Linked DNA regions of Mus musculus: region 1 is linked to region 2. The links are chromatin contacts, called in public HiChIP or PLAC-seq maps. All regions are on one chromosome and are shown on one strand. The core of a region is the stretch at or near the end of the contact, and the rest is flanking DNA. Distances in the headings are between cores, read along the strand shown.

The links. HiChIP or PLAC-seq counts read pairs in DNA pulled down with a chosen protein or histone mark.
Region 1: an H3K27ac HiChIP or PLAC-seq map of embryonic stem cells shows a contact between it and region 2, with 2.1 times the contacts expected there. The contact joins two enhancer-like sites. A contact is called at or near these places in 1 of 484 Hi-C or Micro-C datasets (embryonic stem cells) and 1 of 115 datasets of contacts at active chromatin or transcription factors (embryonic stem cells).

The regions. Positions count from the first base shown.
Region 1 is chr16:35,825,587-35,831,911 of GRCm38.p6, reverse strand. It overlaps Hspbap1 (Hspb associated protein 1), which reads right to left. Exons shown (of 8, transcript NM_175111.3): 8 at 3,450-6,325. It also overlaps a transcript of Parp14 not described here. Among named protein-coding and RNA genes, the nearest start is that of Parp14, 43 kb to the left of the region's middle. Within about 2 kb of position 1,356, at least 17 of the 459 cell types and tissues checked have an H3K27ac peak or open chromatin away from gene starts, as enhancers often do. A contact at or near this core is called in embryonic stem cells, where this site is marked.
Region 2 is chr16:35,032,075-35,038,274 of GRCm38.p6, reverse strand. All of the region lies in intron 2 of Hacd2 (3-hydroxyacyl-CoA dehydratase 2), which reads right to left. Among named protein-coding and RNA genes, the nearest start is that of Hacd2, 13 kb to the right of the region's middle. Within about 2 kb of position 4,939, at least 44 of the 459 cell types and tissues checked have an H3K27ac peak or open chromatin away from gene starts, as enhancers often do. A contact at or near this core is called in embryonic stem cells, where this site is marked.

The sequences.
Region 1 (6,325 bases), core at 107-2,606, 800 kb before region 2:
AAACTAAAAAAAAAAAGTTATGAAGAGTTGTCACCCCAGTTCCCTGGGCTTTGGGGTTGGTGGGGGTTATTATAGGTTGTCTTTCTAGGGAATGTAGAAATGGTCATAATTGGAACAAGGAGGAATAGCTAGAATTGATTGCATAGCCATAATCTCATTTGATAGAAATCTTTTTTTTTTTTTTTTTGGTTTTTCAAGACAGGGTTTCTCTGTGTAGTCTTGGCTGTCCTGGAACTCACTCTGTAGACCAGGCTGGCCTCGAACTCAGAAACCTGCCTGCCTCTGCCTCCCAAGTGCTGGGATTAAAGGTGTGCGCCACCACGCCCAGCTGGTAGAAATGTTTTTTTAATATTTATTTATTTATTATATGTAAGTGCACTGTAGCTTTCCTCAGACACTCCAGAAGAGGGTGTCAGATCTCGTTATGGATGGTTGTGAGCCACCATGTGGTTGCTGGGATTTGAACTCAGGACCTTCAGAAGAGCAGTCAGTGCTCTTACCCACTGAGCCATCTCTCCAGCCCAGGTAGAAATCTTTTTAATTGTTACTAAGTTGAAGTCATAATTTCTTATTTTGGAACAGAATTTATTTTGATGCAAAAATCAAGGTTTTCATTGGCATAAGTTTCTTCTATTGATAAAAAAAAATTAAAAGTGCAGGGCTTAGACCCAGTCCTTTTATAACTGTTACTGTAAATAGATCCAAGATGTTTAAGCCTGTGAGTTAAAGGCAAAATAGAAAATTCATGGCTCTGAGTTTATTGTTAGGGGATTTTCAGATATTTAATTAGAAATGGCTGAGAATAGTTAACAGAGAACAGTCCAGATTACCTTACATAGATAGATTGGTTTTCAAAAATGTCAGAATTCCACAGATATGATATTTAATGTTATTTATTCACTTGTTGAGATATATCTGCTCCTAACAGCTTCCCATTCGTGGACTCAGAGAAGCAGCTGAGCATCTTACCTCCAGGTGAGGTTGAACACTGTGGCTAGGTAGCCACGGAGCAGAAACATCCTATCTCTCCTGCAGACCTGTACTGTTCTCGAAAGGACACAAGTTACAGGTTAGCACAGCTTAGTTCTGCAGAGACAGAACAGGCTCGTCCTTAATATTCCTGTTTCTTTAAGGTCTGTCAGATGATCCTGGGCCAGAAGGCTGAAGACAGATAGATGGATGCTCCAGCTTCCTGACTTACTGGGAAGGTATAGGTAGGCAGCTGGCTCTACAATTGTCTCAGTTCTGGAAGCTGTGTTAGGCTTCCTATATATTTTCAGGTAATGTTGGTCACTCTCGGATTCCTGACGGGGTGAAAGACTACTTAAAGTCTCCTAGCCAACCCAGGCTATTTACCTTGAGAGAACAGGCTTGGGAGGATGGTTTTCAGATGGCATACAATCTAAAGCCAGGTCTAAGTCAGGTGTAGAATTATAAGGCTTTTTAAAGTTAGTAGATGACAGTGCTCTATTTTATTGACAAAAATGATGGACTGGATGTTAGGTCTACCTTGTACTTTATAAATTGCAAAATGGTAATAGTTGTGCTCAATTTGTATTTGAGAGAAAGGTTTTGTTTTTTACTAGAATAGAAAGGGGTAAGTGTTGTGGATGGGCCAGGTGCTGTTTGTATTTTGATGCTAATTCTGCTCTCCTGGGAAGGGCTTTGGACAAGGAGCGAGTCAGGTGACGTCTTGTGAACCAATCGCCTAATGAATGAAGGAGTCAATCACTGGGCGAGTAGGCGGGACTTCCGGGTTGGATAGGGGAAGGAGTAGAGGGACTCTGGCTCTTTTTGGACAGGGATAGCATAAGGACAAGATGTAGCGGTTTATGGCTAATCCACTAGGATTCACCACTGGAGACATTAGATTTAATATGGCTTACAAGATTAGGATTCTACTTGTTGGGCCCAGAGATTGAGTTACCATTGTTTCTGGGAAAAAAGAAAAAAAAAAAAAAAGTACAGTCTTAACGCTGTAATTTTAATAAGATTACCGTAGGCCAGTTAAAACACAGGGACCAGGGACGTTAGCAGCTATAAAGTGCTTTTGGGAGATTTTGAATGTGGCCACGCATGGCTCTGTTGATTCCTACTTACTTAGGTTATAGTGGCTTTAAATAACTAAGTCCACTGTGATGTTTTGAGCAGCAGATGGTCTCTTGACCTGACTCTGGTGACACTATATCCTGATAGAGAAAAGTAATAGTTTAAACAACTGACAAACTTGAAAAAGAAAAGGAAATTGGATGTCTAAAATGCCGCAGTGCCACCTTGGTCGGTCTGATGTCAGACGTCAACTGCCTGGCACATACCCATCCCAGTGATGCTGCTGCTTATTGCCTTTTTGTGGTTATTAAGAAAGGACTGCAGTCAGTTTGACTAAAACAAGATCCACGTTATTGCTTAGAGAGAAAGAAAGCCAGCACTAGTCACTTATTCCTATTTTTCATATCTATCCAGAAAACTGACTTCAGTGGAGGTAAACTATATAGAGACATACACTTCTGTTTTTAAGACTGAATTACATGTATGCAATGCTTTAAGATTCTAAAATACTTGACAACTAATATTTCTTTTTAGAAGTCAGCTAAATCTACTTAAAGGCAACATCATTAAAACTAACAGGAAGAAACTGAAAGGCATCCTCACCAGGTAGAGCTACTACCTGGTGTTTTTGCTACTTGGAGAAAGTGAAGGGAAGTTGGACCCTGGAGGTTTCCTTGCATCTTTGTTGTTTCTCTTAGAGATCACTGAAGCCAACCAGTGTTCCTGGGGAGAAATAACCATACAATCCTATGGTCCACGAGACCATTATGCTCATTAACATTATGGCTTTCTGGAAGGAAGGTGTTGAAGGCTGTCTTAGTCAGGGTTTCTATTCCTGCACAAACATCATGACCAAGAAGAAGTTGGGGAGGAAAGGGTTTATTCGGCTTACACTTCCTTATTGCTGTTCATCACCAAAGGAAGTCAGGACTGGAACTCGAGCAGGTCAGAAAGCAGGAGCTGATGCAGAAGGCCATGGAGGAATGTTCTTTATTGGCTTGCCTCCCCTGGCTTGCTCAGCCTGCTCTCTTATAGAACCCAAGACTACCAGCCCAGAGATGGCACCACCCACATGGGGCCTTTCCCCCTTGATCACTAATTGAGAAAATGCCTTACAGTTGGAGCTCATGGAGGCATTTCCTCAACTGAAGCTCCTTTCTCTGTGATAACGCCAGCTGTGTCAAGTTGACACAAAATTAGCCAGTACAAAGGCATTTAGACCATTTTCCCGAGTCTGGTCTCTGATTCACGTGCTCTGTACAAGCAGAAAGCAGTCGTTCTCAGGGAACATTGCTATGCTATATAACTGCTTGCTGCCAGAACCAGATGTATTGAAGACAAAACAACAAATCACCTCCTTTCTATATCCATTAATTAAAGCAAAGTTTACTTTCTGTTTTAACAGGTTTTTATTTTGCATTGTCACACATTTATTTAAAAACTATATATAGCCCCCTCCCCTTTTTTAGTGATGGTCCAGGTCAGTTGGTATATCAGACTATGTTTATGTGTATCTAGGTGTTCTATGGCTCTCAGAGAACTCAAGGCAACTATAATGGCAGTTTTTGAAATATATTGTAAAATAATAAAAGATAACAATGAAAAACAACCAACCAACCAACCAAACCTAAACTCAGGGACAGGAGAGATGGACAGAGTGCTTACTTATCAGTGTTTAAGAACACTGTTCTTGTAGAGGACCCGTGTTTGGTTCTTATCACCCACAGGGTAGTTTATGGTCATCCGTAACTAAAGATCCAGGGAGCCAATGCCCCCTTCTGACCTGTGAGGGAACTGCACACATCAATTCATGCAGGCAAACATTCTCACACATTAAGTAAAAATAAATATATTTTTTTAAAAATCCAGACTATACAACTATACTGCTACATTCATGGATGTATTAAAACAAACAAAAAAATTAAAACATTCTCATGGAGTCCACCATGCCTCCTGAACACCACGTGGGTATGTGAGCACTACTGACTTGTCCTTCAGTATTGGACGATACTAAGCATGCGTCTGAGCTCTGCCGGCCCATGCAGAGCCAGAGTACTTACCAGTTGATTTTCCTGACTCAGATGTGGTCCTTGGAGATGCAGGGTGATGTGGGAACAGCTCATGAGCGTTTTCACGGTGCTTACCATTCGGATGCCCTTGCAATCAGCCAGGACCTCGTAATTGCCCTCTACAAAATCAGGGACTCATCTCCTACCACCCACTTTTACAGACATTGTTGCAGGATATTTAATCACACCATGAACGAACCCCCATCGAGATTTGAGTTATAAACTGGAAAAAAAAAAGCCTGTTTCTATTTGTGGTGTGGTTCAACCCTTTGTACATGCTTTTAATCCCTTTTGATGGTGTATAGACACGTCCTTAGTACTTACCTTTAATCTCAAACGATGTAGGTAAAGTTAAGTTTGTAGAAGGAAACTATCCATGTTTGAAAGTGATGTCTAATTGAGTGGCAAAGTGATGAATCAGAGAAAGACTTGACAGAATAGAATATGTCGAACTCTTGTGAGAAGAGAGGAGGAAGGGAAGCTACTTAAGGGACAATGCAGAGAGGGGAATGAGGCAGTTTACCAGGACAGTAGTATAGACAGGTTGCAGAGAGAGAACAAGCTAGACATAGGTGAAGATAGAACTAGCCAGAGAATGAGAAGGAGCCAGAAGATCAGAACAGATTGCCAGAGTTAATCTGAAGCCAAGCAGAGCAACTCAGGAGAAACTGAGAGAAGCTAGATTGGTTCAGTCAGCCTGGAGAGGAGTTTGAGCCAGAAAGAACTAGGAAAGGGTGAGCTTATTCAGCAGTAAGGCTCAGAGGCTGAAAACGTTCTAGGCTTAGATTAGATTGTACAGAGGCTAGAAGCTTCCAGGCCTAGGCGTAGGCCTGGGTTAGCAGACCGAGGCAGTGAACCTCTAAGACTACAGGACAATAAGATACTTCCTTCTCATGAAAGAAAGACTTCCTGCAGAAGACCGTCCCAGCTTCTCTGAGCCCAGTCGACACTGAGTCCATTCTGTAACAACCCTATGTATGCAGAGAAACTGTGCCTCCTGAGAAGCTTCATAAAGTAATGAAACGTAAATGCTTGTGTGCCTTTAAAACCAGAGGAAAGCTGTCTTACTTGATTAGTGTTTGTAACAATGGAGAGCGCTGCAGCCTGCCAAAATTGTCTGAACAGGACGCTCAAGCGATGCCGAACGAACGCTGGGGCCATTCTGTAGCCATGCCCATCTACCCCACTTCAGAGGACCTCAGCCTTTCAGACTGCTTTGCAGCCGAGTCTTACCTAACAAACCAAGACCAACCCAAATGTGAGCTAGCTAGTTTGGCTACTGAGCGATGTGCTGGAAAGAGGTGACCACAGTGGCATTTTATTGGGGAAAGCACATTTATAAACATGTACAAACTCACCACCTCCTGTTCCATCCTTTATTTTAGAATCATACTATTGAGAACCAACCTTGGTAGTGTAAACCTGTAATCCATCGCTTGGGGAGGCGGGCCAGAGGATCTTGAATTCAAGGCCAGTCTAAGGTATACAGTGGGACCCTGTAAAAACAAACTCTCAATCCAGCCAGGACCCCTGGCTTGTGAGGCCTGGAAGTGAACCTACTCCTATCGTTTTGCTAAATGAACAAAACATCAAACTGCCTTCTGGGTCCTTTCTAGATGATCCTTCCTTACCCAAGGAGCACTTTGTACAGTGAATGCTGGCTAACACAGAGCCAGGAGAAACAGGGAGGTGGCGAACGCCTTTGATCCCAGCACCCTGGAAGTGGAGGCTGGTGGATCTCTTGAGAGTTCAGGACCAGCCTGGTCTATACTGAGAGCTCCTGGAAAGCCAGAGAGAGCTACATAGTTGGATCCAGTTTCAACCCCCCCTGTTCCCTACCAAGGGAAAGGAAAAAGAAGCTGGAGAAAGAGGGGCTGGGAGTTTTTACAGGTCAGAGATCAGGGAGGGGTGAGGCAAAGCAATGGCTTTTGGAGTGGACAGGACAGAACCGGTTTGCCTGTGAACTCTGCAGCTATAGTGTGGTCGCCTGTGCAAGAGCAAGCCAGTCAATATTCTAATGTGGACACAAGGGCTCCCAGCGCTAGCTAAGGAGCTATTGATGGCTGCGTCCAGAAGGAAAGTTGAGTTTTCTTCAGTGGTACAACCCTGGTTAACCAGGGCTAAGTGGATAGCCATATTATATGTATCTGGCTAGCAGCAACTGGACTCAATGGGTTGTGAAAAAAAAGTAAATAAATAAAGAGAGA
Region 2 (6,200 bases), core at 3,690-6,189:
GAACCCCATGATGCCTACTGGACAGTATATACGCAGACCAAGAGCAGTGTTCTGCTCTGCACATCTAGAGAGACATCACCCTTGCGGCCCTGCGGCTGGAGAATCCCCCTAGGACCCTAACCCTCAAACCAGAGACCCTCAGCTAAGATGCATCACACAGGTAAGTAGCCTTGGGGAGATAGGCTTAGCAGGCGGTAGTTAGGAATTCAGAGTGTGAACATTATGTGATGGCCCTCAGCATAATAAAGTATAGCTTTTGCTAAAGTATGTATAGCTACCTTCCTGCAGGTGACAGACAGCCCTGTAACAAGTAGCGAGGGTGCAGATGCAGGGTGAACCTGGAGAGGGCTGCTTTGATGTTAATTAGGCACAGTTAAATTAGGCATGTTAATTAGGCCAGTTGTCCCAGCTTTGAAACCTAACAATAATGAAATCTGTATCTTGAACAATGAATGTGTTAAAAAAATAAGTTCTTGAAAAAAGAACCCTAGGTTCTCATGGATCCGTCCAGGCCAGGATGTGCTGGGCTGTGTAAGCCATTTTCAGGGTCCGGCGAGGAGCAAAGAGCATGCCTACCAGCTTGGCCTTCAGTAACAGGTTATTCCTCACCTTCTCATCCAACTCCTTTCTAAATGTTTAGAACATAAGCAAAAAGCCAAAATAAGCAGGAAGAAAACAACGCCCATTTACTGATCACCTTCAGAGACCCCAAATGTTTTTCCAAAATCCTTTTACATCCACTGAAGGAGACAAGTGAAATTTCCCTAGTAGCCAATATTTTCTCATTGTTACTTAATTTCACTATCTTGTAGCACTATCTTGACTAATTGCTTACTTTTCATTTTCTGAGAGTGGAGTGCTAAAGCCTCACAGAACTTAACACTGAAGGAAACAGAGAATTTAATCCAGTGTGCTCACTGCTCAGAGAGCAGGCCACCATGCTAACCAACCTAAACTGCCTAAGTCTGTAGTCTCCCCAAGGGCCACTGTGAATGAGACCACCTGGTGTGGAGTCTTCCATTCTATTGCTGTTACCTGAGTGGCCCTGCCCACTGAGAGGCTGAACCTGTCTTCCTGAGATAGTCCCAAGTCGGCTGACAACCTGTGGAATTGACGACCTAATGCTCACTGCTCTGGCAGACTAGTGCTAACAACTTGGCAACAAAGCATCAAGAAGCCTGGCGTGGCAGGGGATGGGCCTCCCCCACTTTGTAAGCACAGACTCTTAGTTAAACATTGGGCCTTGATCAGAAATCTGTCTTGGTCTCCTTTCTTCTCTTGCCGATTCCTCCTTTACAGCTCCGGCCTCCCACTCAGGAACCCAGTTCCTGTGCCGCAGCTACATAAGCCCTAACCGCCTGTGTCTGCAGAGTTCTATATCTAGCAACTTCTCAAGCACTTCTGCCAGCTTCTCTACACATTTTGTTTCTCTGTTCAGATAAACATCTTCTCTACACATTGTTTCTCTGTTCAGATAAACATTTGCTCATCAAACCTTCTCTTGTTCCTGCTACAGACAACACCTAACTCCTAAGCCTGTTGAGAAACCAACTTTATCTTATGCTGTGATCGTTGTCCTCCCTCCCTTCTCCTGGGTATGCTCCTCTTGTGATAGTTACTACTCAACCAAGACTGGTCTCAAACTCACAGCCTTCCAGCCTCAGCTCCGGCCATCTAGTCTGGCCCTGCCTTTCTTTTGTTTCCTCCCCACCTACCTTTCTGTGGCGCTGAGAGTTGAAACCAGGGCGTCACATATACTGTGGCAGAGCAGTTATTTATGCTATTTGTCTGTGTCAGGTAAGCTTTTTGTAATTCTCCTGTCATGCTCTCTGTTTTTTAAGATTTATTTATTTTTACTTTCTGTGTATAAGTGTTTTGCATTCATGTATATAATTTAGTCTTCACATACATGTCTGGTGCCCACAGATGCTGGTACAGGCAACAGCTCATCTGGAGCTGGAGTTAAAACAGTTGGGAGGTAAGTGGGCTATGGGTGCTGAGACTGAACCTGGGACTTGCAGCCCCTGCCTTGTCATTTTCCACTTCTGTAGATCTGTGCAGCAAATACAGATCTCAGTTATGTGTCTCTGACCCCAAGCTCTCAAGCCAGGGTGTCAGACTGAATTCTTGATCTGTCTAAGCTGTCTTTATTTACACTGTTTTAATCCTATTTTCCTCACCTATCCTGTTCTCCATTGCATGCTATTACATAGACTTTACTGTGTCTTTCAAGATTCATATGAGAGGTACGTAAATGTATAATAAAGCACAGAAAGTAGACTCAGACATCTCTTATTCAGACCCTGCACCTCCCGCCCCCAAGGGCAGCACTGACAATGGTCTGACACATGCCCTTTGAGCCCTTCTCCAGCACCCACAGATTTTGTTTTTATATTACACATTTCCCTAATCTGAACACACACACACACATATTTTAATATTCGCCCCATTGTTCTAAACATATGAATAAAGAAGCTTCCAAAGTTCAAGTGACACACCATTTATAGCAGTCCCCTCTCCCTTGCCTCATTCACCATCCTTCCCTTCCTTCTGTCCTGGCAGAATCTAAACTCAGGAAATTCCACCTGGGCAGTCTGCAATCTAGATCAGGATCTACTTATCCTGGGTGGTGCAGGCGTCACTCACTAGTCATATGTGCCTACCAGAATGGAAATGAAATTTAAAATTTAGTTTCTCGGGGCTGGAGAGGTGGCTCATCAGGGAAGAGCACTGACTGCTCTTCTGGAGGTCATGAGTTCAATTCCCAGCAACCACATGGTGGCTCACAACCATCAGTAATAGGATCCAATGCACTTTTCAGGTATATCTGAAGACAGGGACAGTGTACTCACATATATAAAATAAACAAATCTTAAAAAAAAAAAAAAAACAAACAAGTTTCTCAGTCCTACCAGCCTCATCTCAAGGGCTCCACAACCATGTGACTAGTGGCTACTGTACTGAACAGCACAGATCTGAGACATTATTAAGCAGACAGCTCAAATACACAGAGCTGAAGAATGTATTCTTTCTGTAGACAGCTGCATGCACTTCGATTCTCTTCCCGAGTCCGGAGGAACCAGACCGCCTCCACCTAGAGGTCATGGTGTCTCCTTAGGAGGAACCAGAATGTTCTCACCTAGCCCTGAATGGATTTTGTTTCCTAGAAAGGTCGAAGTCTAAGGTTCTTAGTTGCTTTTACTGTTTCATTCCAAGTCTCTTTTCTTCTAAAAATTGTGATCTTTGTTCTAAGTTTAAGAACTTAAAGAGAAGTTCAGAAGGAGTAAGGTTTTCTTTCCTGGCAGAAAAGCTCCTCTGTGGTTTGCCATAAACTGTCAATAACCAGCCTTTTATTAGTTCACAAACATCTCTGTATGGTTTTTTCCTCCACAATTACTTTGAATTATACATTCTAATTTTTCTATTTTTTGGGTAGTCTTACTCATTTAAAGGTTTTATTCCTGCTGTCAGTTCTGTGGACACACAGGTTCTAACACTAACAGACTTATGCCTCCCCGATCTAGTGCCATGCACTGCCTAGCCAGTCCATCAGCATAACACATCTATGCTGTGCCAGGCAGCCCAGATCGAAACATGTTTTTTTTTTTTTTTTAACCTCTCAAATGGTGAGCTCTACACAACTCTCAATGGCTTCTGCTGAGCCTGCTTTACCTGATGCTCTGTGACTGGAAATAACCACTCTCCTAAGCCTTTGGGTTACTGCTTAGTTCACTACAGTCTCCTTCCTGCCCTGCAGTCACTGTGGATATATTTAGGGTAGTTGTTGTTGGTTTTGGCTTTCCTTTTTAATTTTAGCACACTCTGTTTCTAAAGTCATTAGCTTCCTCGCTTCTGTGAGCACTGTATTACTTAACTTCTATTTGCTCAGTTGTCAAGCAGTGACACCTGTGTGGGTGGGCGCCTATTTCCTACAGACTCCCTCTTCCTGTCAAATGTTGTGACACTTTACATCCAAATGCATTTTCTCCCATCCCGTTCTCACCGTTTCTGAAGCTGGTTTTTCTGGGCTGTTCGACAAGTTTGTACTAGATGACTCCACATGACTGGTTCAGCTAGCCTTTCCAAACTCGTTTAGAGATCTGTTCTCTTAAAAGCAATCTTCAGAATAAAGGGAGTCTAACAAGTACATGCAGATTGTTCCAAACGTCCCTTAAGACATAAAACTGTTTTTGGAAAATCAACAGGTTCCCACAAAGAGGACAAACTGGTCTCTTGTGAACTATGCCCAGACCAGTTCACAGAAGCAAAGCGGTACTGTGCCTGGAGCATGCAGCTCTCTTAGGGACACACCTTGGAAGCTAACAGGAGAACAGCAGACAGACAAGGTTTGAGCCACAGGCCCAGAAACACTCAGGGGATAAACTGGAAGCCTTCTTTTTAAAGACACAGCAGTTAAGATGTTCCTCTGTTTTAAAGGCATTCAAATCCATTCCCAATTTCATTAGGGATCTGAAGGGGAGAAGTGAGGCATGTAGACTCTGACTAAAATACAGAAGTAGAGCCGAGAATGTGCCAGTGGGGTTTCAAGATGTGACAGAAGGTCTCTGCGGTCTCTCACAGCACCCCAAACTAATTCTGCTTTTCAAAACCAGCCATAGATCAACTCTAAGAAAAGGTAAGAAAAACACCTACATGTTTCCCCTTACTGTAGACAAGGGGTTCTACACAGCAGAAGGATCCGGAGGGGACTAGGAGGTAAAAGGACCAGGAAAGAGGTGCATAGCAATCAACATGGCTTTTACCAGCCAAACAGGTCTAAGCAAAGAAACGAACTCCCAGTCCTGGGACACAGCCAACAAGCACTCCTATTTTAACCCAAAGCATTCAGCAATCCAGCTTTGCCTAGGAACCAGTTTAAACTGCCATTCTGGCCAGACCTCTCCCATGCAGGCCTACAGTCAGTCCTCTCCACTCATGAGGATGAGACAGGTTCCAGGCATGGCTGGGCTATAGATGGGGCTAAAGGGCAACCTGGGCAACGTAAGATACTGTCTCAAAAGAAACATTTTCTGTTTTTTAAAAACTGTGTAATATTAGTGTGTGGGAGCATATGTGTCAAGGTCGGATGACAACTTTGTGGCGTCAGTTCTCTCCCTCCATCATGTGGGTTTCCAGGAATGAGCTCAGGTCCCCAAGCTTGGGCAGGAAATGTCTTTACCCACTAAGCCATCTTTTTTGTTTTGTTTTGTTTTTTGTTTTTTAAGACAGGGTTTCTCTGTGTAGCCCTGGCTGTCCTGGAATTCACTTTGTAGACCAGGCTGGCCTCAAACTCAGAAATCCGCCTGCCTCTGCCTCCCGAGTGCTAGGATTAAAGGTGTGCGCCACCACACCTGGCCCCACTAAGCCATCTTGTTTGTCCAAATCAAATGTTTTAAAGGGAAGGCTAGGGATATAATTCAGTAGAATGGTGCTTATGTAGCACGCATGAGATCCAAGGTTCAATCCCAGTCCAAAACAAAACATGATTAAAAACAAACAACTACTAAGCTACCACGACTGTAACTCCAACTCCAATTTGTGTGTATAGTACTGACCCTGGGACTCAATCATAAACTCTATTATCCCATGCTAATATCAATCTCTACTTGGTCAAGCTGGAGGAAGTCTGCCTTATCAATGACTACCAGGAATCCAAAGCCAAAATCCAAAGCCAGAACCAACCCACAGAACACTTTAGACAAGCAGCATCTTTACAGCCAGATATAATTCACTACACTAAACCACCCAAACTAAGTGTGCAATTCAGTGTCTCTGGTCACTGCAGTCGTGCAATCACTAGTTACATTTCCATCCCTTTAAAAGGAAATCCTGCACCTGCTAGCAGTCACTTCCACTAATCTTCAGCCTCTACAGACTGTGTCCTAGACACTTCAGGTCAAAGGACTCACATCATCCCTTGACGCTGTGTCTGCCTTCCGTTCTCACATCATGTTTCACGGTTCACACAGTGGGAGACACCACCAATAACTCATCCACCAACAATTCATCTATCGCATTTTGTAATCTGTGAGTGGCATTTAAAGGTATGCTGATGCTGCTCATGTTAACCAGCACAGATGACTCAAAGCTTGACCCGAGGTACATTATATTATTTGTACTCTGATCTCTTGGCCAAAAATACTGATTATTAACGTTTACGGTTTATAAATCATACTAAAGCCAGATATGGTGGTGTATGT